3 separate regions of the Mus musculus genome follow, and regions 1 and 3 are each linked to region 2. The links are chromatin contacts, called in public Hi-C maps. All regions are on one chromosome and are shown on one strand. The core of a region is the stretch at or near the end of the contact, and the rest is flanking DNA. Distances in the headings are between cores, read along the strand shown. Region 1 overlaps Taf3 (TATA-box binding protein associated factor 3). Region 2 holds the start of Taf3 (TATA-box binding protein associated factor 3). Region 3 overlaps Itih2 (inter-alpha trypsin inhibitor, heavy chain 2).

What was found. A called contact is a pair of places that touch in the nucleus more often than the background predicts.
Region 1: a Hi-C map of muscle stem cells shows a contact between it and region 2, with 1.8 times the contacts expected there. The contact joins the enhancer-like site here to the promoter of Taf3 in region 2. A contact is called at or near these places in 1 of 15 datasets of contacts at CTCF or cohesin (CD8 T cells), 3 of 484 Hi-C or Micro-C datasets (the N1E-115 cell line, muscle stem cells and nephron progenitors) and 4 of 115 datasets of contacts at active chromatin or transcription factors (the SCID.adh cell line, bone marrow-derived macrophages and embryonic stem cells).
Region 3: a Hi-C map of liver shows a contact between it and region 2, with 1.7 times the contacts expected there. The contact joins the enhancer-like site here to the promoter of Taf3 in region 2. A contact is called at or near these places in 3 of 39 promoter capture datasets (liver, pre-B cells and trophoblast stem cells), 4 of 484 Hi-C or Micro-C datasets (cumulus cells, effector CD8 T cells, liver and 1 more), 5 of 115 datasets of contacts at active chromatin or transcription factors (the SCID.adh cell line and embryonic stem cells) and 1 of 9 other capture datasets (embryonic stem cells).

The regions. Positions count from the first base shown.
Region 1 is chr2:9,994,703-9,997,884 of GRCm38.p6, forward strand. The region is part of intron 2 of Taf3 (TATA-box binding protein associated factor 3); the gene reads right to left. Among named protein-coding and RNA genes, the nearest start is that of Taf3, 52 kb to the right of the region's middle. Within about 2 kb of position 1,614, at least 30 of the 459 cell types and tissues checked have an H3K27ac peak or open chromatin away from gene starts, as enhancers often do. A contact at or near this core is called in muscle stem cells, where this site is marked.
Region 2 is chr2:10,047,164-10,050,385 of GRCm38.p6, forward strand. It overlaps Taf3 (TATA-box binding protein associated factor 3), which reads right to left and starts at 1,446. Exons shown (of 7, transcript NM_027748.3): 1 at 1,072-1,446. The coding sequence starts at 1,237.
Region 3 is chr2:10,098,465-10,102,134 of GRCm38.p6, forward strand. Itih2 (inter-alpha trypsin inhibitor, heavy chain 2) reads right to left here. Exons shown (of 21, transcript NM_010582.3): 16 at 3,611-3,670; 17 at 1-103. Among named protein-coding and RNA genes, the nearest start is that of Kin, 20 kb to the left of the region's middle. Within about 2 kb of position 2,202, at least 8 of the 459 cell types and tissues checked have an H3K27ac peak or open chromatin away from gene starts, as enhancers often do. A contact at or near this core is called in liver, where this site is marked.

The sequences.
Region 1 (3,182 bases), core at 364-2,863, 52 kb before region 2:
ACATCTGGGGAGAGGAGGTGGCTAGGAGGGGGACACCTAAGATCTCTCAAGAGCAAAGGTTCAAGAGGGCCCAGCTGAGCAGCTCTCACCTGAAAGGTGTGGGAGCAGAAGAGTATCAGATGCATTGGTTTGGACTTGGGAAGTCGTTATGGTTCATCTTACTTTATATTACTCAGGTGTGTGGTAATTTTACATAACTTCATAAACTTGCATTTTAACTGCATCCTGTCACATGAGGTTACCTCGGAATCCCACTTGTGGCATGTGGACAAAACATGTGTCTTTTTGAACATGGTAGATTTCAGATTTTTGGACTACAAGTGATTAATCTATTTAATAAAGTTTCAGTCTGTCCAATGAACAAATATCATTCTTAAGGCACTCTTTCAATGTTCCCTTCAAAATCCTGGCAGGTGGGTTACAGTGATTCTTCTTTCTAAGTAGACAGGGGTGGTTTTCATAAAATAAGTGGAAAGACCCACAGGGATGGACACTGTTTCTCAATGAAATTCTAGTTCCTAATCACCCCTCAGTTTGGTTAGCCCAAAGCATCCCTGATCACATAAACAAAACTAACTTACTTACTTGCTCTTCTTTTCTTTTTTTCCCAGAGCTGAGGACCGAACCAGGGCTCTGAACTCGCTAGGAAAGTGTTCTACCACTGAGCTAAATCCCCAGCCCCTAGAATTTATGTATTTTTATGTGGTTGCTTTGCTTGTACATATATGTCTGTGTGAGGATGCCAGACCCTCTGGAACTGGAGATACAGACAGTTGTGAGCTGCCATGAAGGTGTTGGGAATTGAACCTGGGTCCTCTGGAAGAATAGCCAGTGCTCTTAACCCCTGAGCCATCTCTTCTGCCCAACAAAACTTTCATTTGGTATTAAGTACATCACTTAAATATAAAACCACATCCAGTGATCACAAAGTATCTGAGATATTTCCATTTAAAGGAAAGACAATGTATTAAGAGAATCAAGAATAAGAAGTTGCCAGGTGGTGGTGGTTCATGCCTTTAATCCCAGCATTTGGAAGGCAGAGGCAGATGGATCTCTGTGAATGTGAGGGCCAGCCTGGTCTACAGAATGAGTTCCAGGAAAGCTGGGGCTACACAGAGAAATCTTGTCTCGAAAACAAAACAAAAACAAAAAACAACAACAAAAAACAAGCCAAAACCAAATGACAACAACAAAGAATATGAAGTTATTAATAAAAAACAAGAGGATGCACAAAATCCACAGAACACAAAAGAGGTGCCAGGCTTATATTGCTTGTGTATTAAAAAAACATGTTTCTTCTCTCCTTCCAACAGCTGGCACTCTAGAACAAACATGAAAGTCAGGAGACAAGCTGGATTTGAGGATACGACAAAAATGAGTGCTCCACACGTAAGACTTCTAGAGTCATTCTTATTGAAGCAACCAACACACTGCCAACAAGAGCCCAGGGAACATCATGCAGGAGGACTCAGTAGAAGGCTTGGCATCCTGTGCCTCACAGCAGCGCATCTGGGTCTACGGTGATAGCGGTCTGCCCTCCCAGGGTGAAGCCAAGCATGGAAAGCCTGAGCAAGGCTCACCCAGGCTCTTACACAGCAAACCGTATCTAATGGATTCCGTCTACTGTGGGGCAACAGCTGCCTTTGCAAGCCACAGTGCCTACTTCTGAAGAGGGAGTCCACATTACAACACCAGATCCACTGTCACATGACAGCAATGAGACACAGCAATGAGAGGCTATCTATCAAGACCTGTCTGTAGTAGTAAGGAGTCTCCTAAGGTCCAAGAAGGACCCAAATCCAGCACTCAGGGGCCAGTCAGTCAGGTATTCACCTGGCCAGTGACTCTGGGCAGCTGGGAGTGGCTAGATGACCTAATTCTGACTAATGGAACCAATGAGATTCTTGAAAAGATTTTTCTTCCCCACTAAGAGGGGGGAAACTTAGAGACAGTCCATCTTTCTGCTTTTTTGTGCTGTTATGCAGTAAGAATCACAATGTTTTGTGGCCAACTTTGATGGGGCAAAAAGGTGAATGTATCATCACACACAGAAGAAAATGGGAAGATGGAAGAGGAGCCCAAGTTTGTCCCTGGGTCAGTTGCTAGTCCCTGTGTCAGTGTTAGAAGCAATGATTCTTGATTCCTTGTTAAGTTAAAAAAAACAAAACAAAACAAAACAAACAAAACATTACTGTTTCAGCCATTTTGAGTTGAGTATTCTATTACTTAGAACTAAAAACATGTAGAAAGGATAATGAATAAAATCAAGGAAAGCTCTGAGTTGGCCACCCCAAAATCTGTATCATCTGCGACTGGCTGGGGTGTGTGAAAGGGACAGCGTTGCTATTCTAAAGCTTCGGGATCTCTGTGAGACAGGACAGCAACAGGATAACTGGAAGGCGTGCCAATGAGGAGTCAATAGTGATGGTGTCACAGAAGCCAAGGATCTAGAACCAGAACAACGACTCATGGCAATGAACATTTGGAAGAGAAGATATGTGGACAAAGGGATCTACTGTGAGACACACTGTGACACACTACAGCTTCCACGATGAGATGTTTTCTATGCTTTTTGTTGTTTGTGTGTTTTATCGGGGGGGGGGGGCTGCAAGGGCAAAGGAAGGATATGAAGGGACAGGGAAAGAGCAGGGCTGGAGTGAGTGATGTGCAATGCAGATGGAATTGATACGAAGTTTAAACTATTTTAAAATAACTCTTAGAAAGAATGAGGAGACCAAAGAGAAAAACAGCATTAGGGGATGAATTTAATACAGTCAAGGTCTAATCAATGACAATTCTAAAAGAAAGTAGTACACAGAAATGAAAAAGTTTCCAAATATTAGACAAAAAACTTTCTGAGGTCCCAGGCTAAGAGTGAAGCCCAAGAGCTCACCGACTGCCCGGTGGCACAGTGAATGGGATGGAGCACTGTGCCTCATTGCTGACAGTCAGAGGAAACGCTCAAGTGGAGGAGAAAAGACTGTCAGCACACCCCACAGGAAACACTGACAAGCATGACTGCGATTCTGAGCGGGACAGGAACTCTCAAATGTACCATCACCACTAAAGACACAGAGTGACGTACGTAGAATGTTCAGGAGAGCAGATACCAATCTGAGATTGCTATACTCATTTGAATGTTCCAAGGTAGGCAGAATTCTAAGAACAACCCATACTGACTC
Region 2 (3,222 bases), core at 196-2,695:
GGTAAAGACACTACTGGGCATTCACTTAAAAGTCAATACACTGTCCCCAGATTCTATGTCTCAAGTTCCTCCCGTGGGGCTGGCTTCTAGTTGTGGGGACATCCCATAAGTAGTTTCAAGAGGGAAACTGGGTATTACTTGGCCACCAGGATTCAGCCCTAGTTTCAACTGCAGTCCTCCATGTGGGACCGTCCCCACTCTCCTAGAACACACCTGAAAGGGCTGGAGCCCTGAAGAGGGGCAACACGGAGGACTGTGCTATCTTTACTCACTCCCAAAACATACACAGGAGCCTTTAATCTCATTAAAGAGACATGAACCAGAAAAAAAAAAGTTAATACATACTGCGACACTGAGTACCCGGAAAACCTCCCAAATTACCGAGTGATGCTTCCCATCACACTTAGATCAACACTAACAGAAGAGCATAGAGGAAGGACGCCGTGCGTAACTGAGATGCTTATTGAAAGGTATTCAGCGAAATCGACAAAACCTGCCTTGAAAAGTAGTAGGCGAAGTCTGTGAAACGAACAGATAGAGAGGGGAGAAAAAAAAAAAAAAAAGGCAGCGACCCTGACTGAGCGGAGCTGTCAACGAGTCTATTTGGGAGCTCAGGAATGGCCAGCCTTGTAAGAAACGGCCGGTAGACGGAGCGCCTGTGACAACTAGTTGTAGTAGTTTGCGAGCAAGGGAGGCAAAAGACCAAGGTGAGCGAGGTGGAGAGCATTCTGGGGGTGGCTCTGGCCGCAGCCGACCCGAGACAATGAGAGAGACCGAAGCACTGGTCCAGGAGCAGCATCGGTGAGAGGGTGTGTGGCTGCGAGCCGGGACCCCGCTTCCCTGCCGGTGGCGGGAAGTTAGCGGATGAGGAAGAGGCACCTAAGGGATGACTGGAGTTCGCAGGAGACGGTGGAAGCCCCCCAGACGGTCGGAGTCTGAGAGGATCCCCATGTCGAAGCCGGCTTCGGAACGCCACCCCTGCAGGGGATGCCCAAAGGGGTCCGGAGGGGCAAAGGTGTCACTCGTGACCGGCTTGGGGCAGCCCTCCCGCAACCCAGCCCCAGTACTCACAGAGTTCAGAGTACCGATGGCAGCCCCGGCCCAGCTGCTGCAGATAGCGCTGCAGGACGTCGGTGAGGAGGTGGCAGGCGCTGAGCTGCACCGAGTCCCAGCCCAGCGCCTGGCAGATCTGCGCCACCGAGACCCTCAACAACGACCTAGAGTAACTCTCGCACATCCCGCTGCGTGGACGCCACCGCAGCCCTTCGCTGCCACTGCTCTCCAGCCCTGCCGCCTCGCCTCAGCAGAGCCCCCGATTCATTCTCTGGGGGCCCCGCGGCGGGGAAATCGTCCCCCCTCCGACCCGGAGCGACCACCTCAAAGCCTCAGCAGCACGGAGCGCGCCAGCCTGAGAGCCGCCATTTTGGACTCGCTCCGCCTCCCGCTGGACGGCCGCCGGGGCGAGGCAGTACGAGCAGAAGGCCGAGAGATAGGCGGCCCAGGCTCCGCCCAGTGGGAGGAGAGCGATCGTCTCGGGATCGACTCTAGAGCCTGGACGCCGGCCGGAAGCCGAGTGACTGGGCGCAGGTGGAGTCTGCGCCTCCCTGACAACAGGTGCCGGTGTCTTTCTCTCCCCGCTGATGGAAAAGTAAGAGGTGACCCTCGGTGTGTTCAGGGGCAAACCAGGGAGGCAGTGGAATGTTAAGGACTTAACATCGATAATGTTGATAGAGATTCAAGTGTGAAACTAGAGAATTGGGAATATAAGCTACTCCGCAGAACGCGGATTCGATTGTTTTCCTTTACTTAAATCTAAAAAAGTAAAAACGAAATTAAAAGATGAAAGATAGTATTCAGAATGAAATAGTGGCCACTTGGGAGGTTTGAGTGAAATCCAAGATGTTCACTCAGGAGGCTGAGGCAATCATAAGCTAGAGGCCAACTAGAGTCACCGAAAAACCGAAAAAGACTCCGGCTCTAAAAAAAACAATCAGAGCTAATAAACTCATGTTGTTCATTGTGTCGTTCAATGCTCTTCATAATATGGCTGGTTTTAAGGAAAAATGCCTACGTGTTCAATTAGTGGGAACTGCCCCCCTCTTCCCCAGTAGTGAGCAAGATATTATTTTAGTGCAGTTTATAGCTAGTTCTAGTTTGCGTCTTACTAGTCACAATACGTAGTCTATCCAAGACGTGGAGAATGCAGTTCCCTACAGAGGTCGAATACTCTGTAAATCCTTGAGACTGGTTTTGTCCAGAGAATGCTTGCTTGCCTTTCCCAGGGCTTCTTCCAGCCCTAGTTGCATTTTGCCTGACGGTAACAGAAACTGTGATGAGATGATAAATAGGTTTGGTTGAAATAGTGGGTTGTCCCGTCCGTCCATCCCGTCGTCCGCCCCCGCCCGCCCCCCCCCCCCCGTGAGTCTCAATCTTGTTATGTTGCAACATCTGCCCTTAGACTTTTGGGACTGAAGTGAGCCTCCACAGTAACTGGCACTTTGGGCAACTGCTGGTAGACCCTGATTAATAATCCCAGTGCTGGGCAGGCAGAGGGAGGCAGATACCTGAGTTCAAGGCCAGCCTGGTCTACAGAGCTAGTTACAGAACAGGAAAAAAAGTTTCAAATTAAAGCCAAACCAATCCCAGTGACTACTGAGTTAAACCAAACCTACTTCGGCTATATTTAACTACTCCATTTCTTAGTTGTGCCTGCCATATCTACCATTGACTATTCAGTATATAAGTTTATGTGCCCTCTCCAATAAATTGTTTCTAGGCAGCTGTGATGGCTAGTCTCAGTTGTCAACTTTAGTACATCTGGAATCAACTAAACCCCAAATGACTGGGCACACTTGCGAGAGATTTCTTTTCTTAATTAAATCTCTTGTAGTGGAAAGACACACTTCTAGTCTGGGTCTTTGACGTGGGACTATCCATCTTTAATCTGGCCCACATCTTCTGCTGGCAGCTTATATAAAACACATAAAAGAAGGAAGCTTGCTTTCTCTTCGCCTGCTTGCCTTCACTCCAGCTCACAAGTGCATTCTGTCACGGGAAGTAGAGGCTACTTCTTTGGGATTCCAGAGTATACTGAAGATCAGCTGAGACATCTAGCCTCTTGGACTAAACAACTTCTGAATTCTTGGACCTTGTTTGTAGGCAGCCATTGTTGGGTTAACTGGACCATAGCCTATAAGTCATTGTAATAAATCCCCTTCTTAA
Region 3 (3,670 bases), core at 952-3,451, 52 kb after region 2:
TCAGACACCAGGCTTAGGATTTTCCCAGGTTCTGAGTCAATATTGAAACAAATATTCCTTTTGCTTTTGGGCAGGTAAATGATGAAGTGGGGGTCATTTTCCACTAGAAAATAGACAAGAAAAATAAAAACAAAATTATAAAAAGGAAGCTGATTTTTGTCACTGTTGCTTACTGAGACAGGATCTAACTTCGCAGCACGGGCTGTCCTTGAACTTGTGATTTTACTGTCTCAGCCTCCAGAAGGCAAGATTGTAATCCATTACGTTACCTCCTGCCCCTTGCTTTCATCTCACACTACACAGTTCATTTCAGGTGGTTAATGAAGACTTGGTTCATCGGTCAATGTCAAGGCTGGGCACTAGAGGGCACTGTTGAGGTATGAAACAATGGCTCCTTTGGAAAAGATTTATGGCAAAATTTTCCTTCTATATAAGTACGGTACTTATGGTGGTTTGAATAATATTGCTCCCCACCCCCACCCCAGGATCCTATATTTGAATGCTTAGTCACCAGGGAGTTGAAATACTCGAGAAGGATTGGGAGATGTGGCCTGTTGGAGGAAGTGTGTCACTGGCAGGTTGGGCTTTGAGGTTTCAAAAGAGAAAGCCTGGCCCAGTAGCTCTCTCCCTGCTGGCTGCAGACTGCAGATCCAGATGTGAACTCTCAGCAACTTCTCTAGCACCCTGTCTGCCTGCATGCTGCCATACTCCCCGCCGTGATGATGTGTTTCTAGGCAATGGAACGCCTCCTTACACCAATCAGTGTAGCTTTAACTTTTGATAGGGTTGGAAGTGGATCGAAGATCTCCATGTCAACAGTATATATTCCTGAAATCCTAAGATTTATGGGCCAAGCACTAGTTAGACTTTATTGGATGTCTAGATATGAGAATCTTGCTTTATAATTACCCTATAGCCATTACTCCATAATACAGGTGAGATAACTGAGAGCAGAGAAGTCAGTGTACAGCCAATGTTTACATTGGAAGAATTTGACCCCAGGACCATCTGATTCAGGGGCAGCCTTTTTGTTGCATCAAATAGCAGACTAGACATATGGAAGAAGCCTTGTGGTCTTAGGAACGCCGTTTTAAAATAGGCTGTCTTGTCCTTTTTTGCTGCAAAAACTTTCCTTTGAAAAGTGACAGTGTGTGGGGTCCATGTAGTGAGTGGACAGTGTGATGTCCATGCTGGACACCATAGCATGTCCTGCTCTTGGGAGCCATTCACCACACAAGCCCTGCACACTGATCTTCCACTCAGGGTTCCTGCTCAGGAGTGTAGCTATAAGGAGCATTATCATCAACAAAAGGGAAACAGCAAATCATTCAGGTCCCACAACGAACATTATTGGAGATAAGCCACAGAAAGTGAGATGAGGCCACTTAACATGGTCACCCGGGTCCTTGCTGTTGCTTGTAACAAAACGATGCTTGGTGTATGTAATAAACAATCGGAGCCTTTCTTTCTCTTTCCTCTCCCTCTCAGCTGCACTGTGATAGGACGCATAGGACAGTGCACACACAAGGCATGTGCTCTCCCATGTAGTGACATCCTCAGCCGTTCTCTTGTGACATGGGGTATTGCTCTGTGTCCACGTTGGCCTCAAACTCACAGTTCACCTGCCTTCACCTTGAATGCTGGGATTACAGGTGCCACCCACTCAGTCTAGAGTTCATTTTGAAACATCATTTATTTCGTTTTAATTTTAAGTAATTAATTTTGGAGACAGGGTTTCCCTGTATAGTCCAAGTCAGCCTTGCATCTACAATCTAAGATGTCAGTTCTGAAGATTATCCACTTTGTGTGTGTGTGTGTGTGTGTGTGTGTGTGTGTGTGTGCACATGTGTATGTGTTCGTGCAGTGTATGTGTGTGTGTACATATGGGCCTGTGTTCTAACAAGTATATAGAGTTCAGAGGGTTACTTGTGGTAGTCTGTTTTCTCCTGCCATGCAGGTTTCAGGACTGAACTCAGGATATTAAGCTTGTTAGCAAGTGCCTTCATCCTTGGAGACACCTCACTGGGCCATCTGAAGATGTTTTCTAAATAGGAGAGTCTATTCAAGAGAACCTAGGGATCTTACATTAACAACAGGAAGTAGCCTTCTGTTTTCACTTCAAACATCCACATACTGCTGAGCAGTGGGACCTTCCCTTAGGACAGAAGCCTGGAGTGCTGTGAGGATGTCCAAAGTCCATTCTCTAAGAGAGAGATGTTGCAAAGCACATACATACACACTGCAGGGGCTGCCTCATGGCCTGCACACACACACACACACACACACACACACACACACACACACACAGAGTCAGGGTATGGGCTTTAGCGGGGAAACCCGGGCAAACCCTCAGCTCATTAGCTTTCTGTCAACTTTGACAAGCAGCAGCCATAGAGGTGGCAGTGAGCTACACGCTGTTTGCCTCCTAGCTTTGCTGTGGCTAATGCTCCTGGTGTTCCGATCACGGTGATAACAGTTGCCTAGGTTACTTCCCAGTGACTTGAAGACCTTGCTTGTTGAAGCCACTGACTCTTACCTTGAAAACATACAGGTATGTGATGGGTGACTTTATGATGCCAGAGGGCCATCACTCCATCTTCCGATGATGTGAATACCCCCGTTTTCTGAATGTGTATCTCCTAACGGCCTCTGGAATCTAATTGTGTGTTTGTAAACCACAGATCCCTCCAACTCTTCCCCACACAGTAATTACCATTTCTCTGCCCTATACATATCTTCAAGCCCTAGGGCATGTGGCTTTGAGACCTGTATCATGTCCCATGTCTCCTCATGTTTTGCCACAGCATGAGTAAGCATTATCTTTTTTGCAAAGCTTGTCACTTCGGTAATTGACCGAGTGTGTGTGGTTACCATTTCTGTAAACTCTGGGGCAACAGCAGGAGCTGCACTTACTGTTACGTCCTCCAGGTGGCACCTCTGTCTCACACGTTGAAAGGGAATGTGTCCATTGTGTACTGAAAGTGTACAGTTGCACCTCAGCGCCCAACCTCTAACAAATATATGTTAGTGGCTTTTGAATGATCACATCTATGGGCCATGCCTCCCACATGCATGTGACAATGAATGCATTTGGGTCAAAACAAACAAAACGATAGTTCTTACTCAATGATAACATCCATGTATTGAGCAACTAGTAACTGCTTAACCAATTGAGGCTATTCACCAAATGTGAAGCGGCACTCCACCAATGCATTCCCACAAGAAGAGAATCTCTTCTATTCCAGAGAGGTTGCCTCATGCACTTGGAAAGAGTGTGAGGTATGGGTTTGTCTCCACGCAAATTCATATTCCAAGCCCTACACCTCAACATATGATGGTATCTAGACATGGAACCCTTCAGCGGGTCATTAGGTGTCCATGATGTCAGAGAATGAAGCCCTGATGCTTTCAGCACCCAACAAGAAGAGACACCAGACGTGCCCCAGCTACTTCGTTACGGCACTGCAGTAAGCACACGGGGCTTTTGACTCCCCATAGAAGGCAACAAGGCCTGTAAAAGTCAGCTAGCTTCTCAAGACATGGAGATCCTATTCATTGATGGAAATTCACACAGGGGTCTGATGGGTTAAAAAGGGAGAAATGCTTTTACCTTGATTCAAATGAGTAGGTGGAGTAGACTCAAGTGGCTTCGCTCCGACTGCAAGCATGG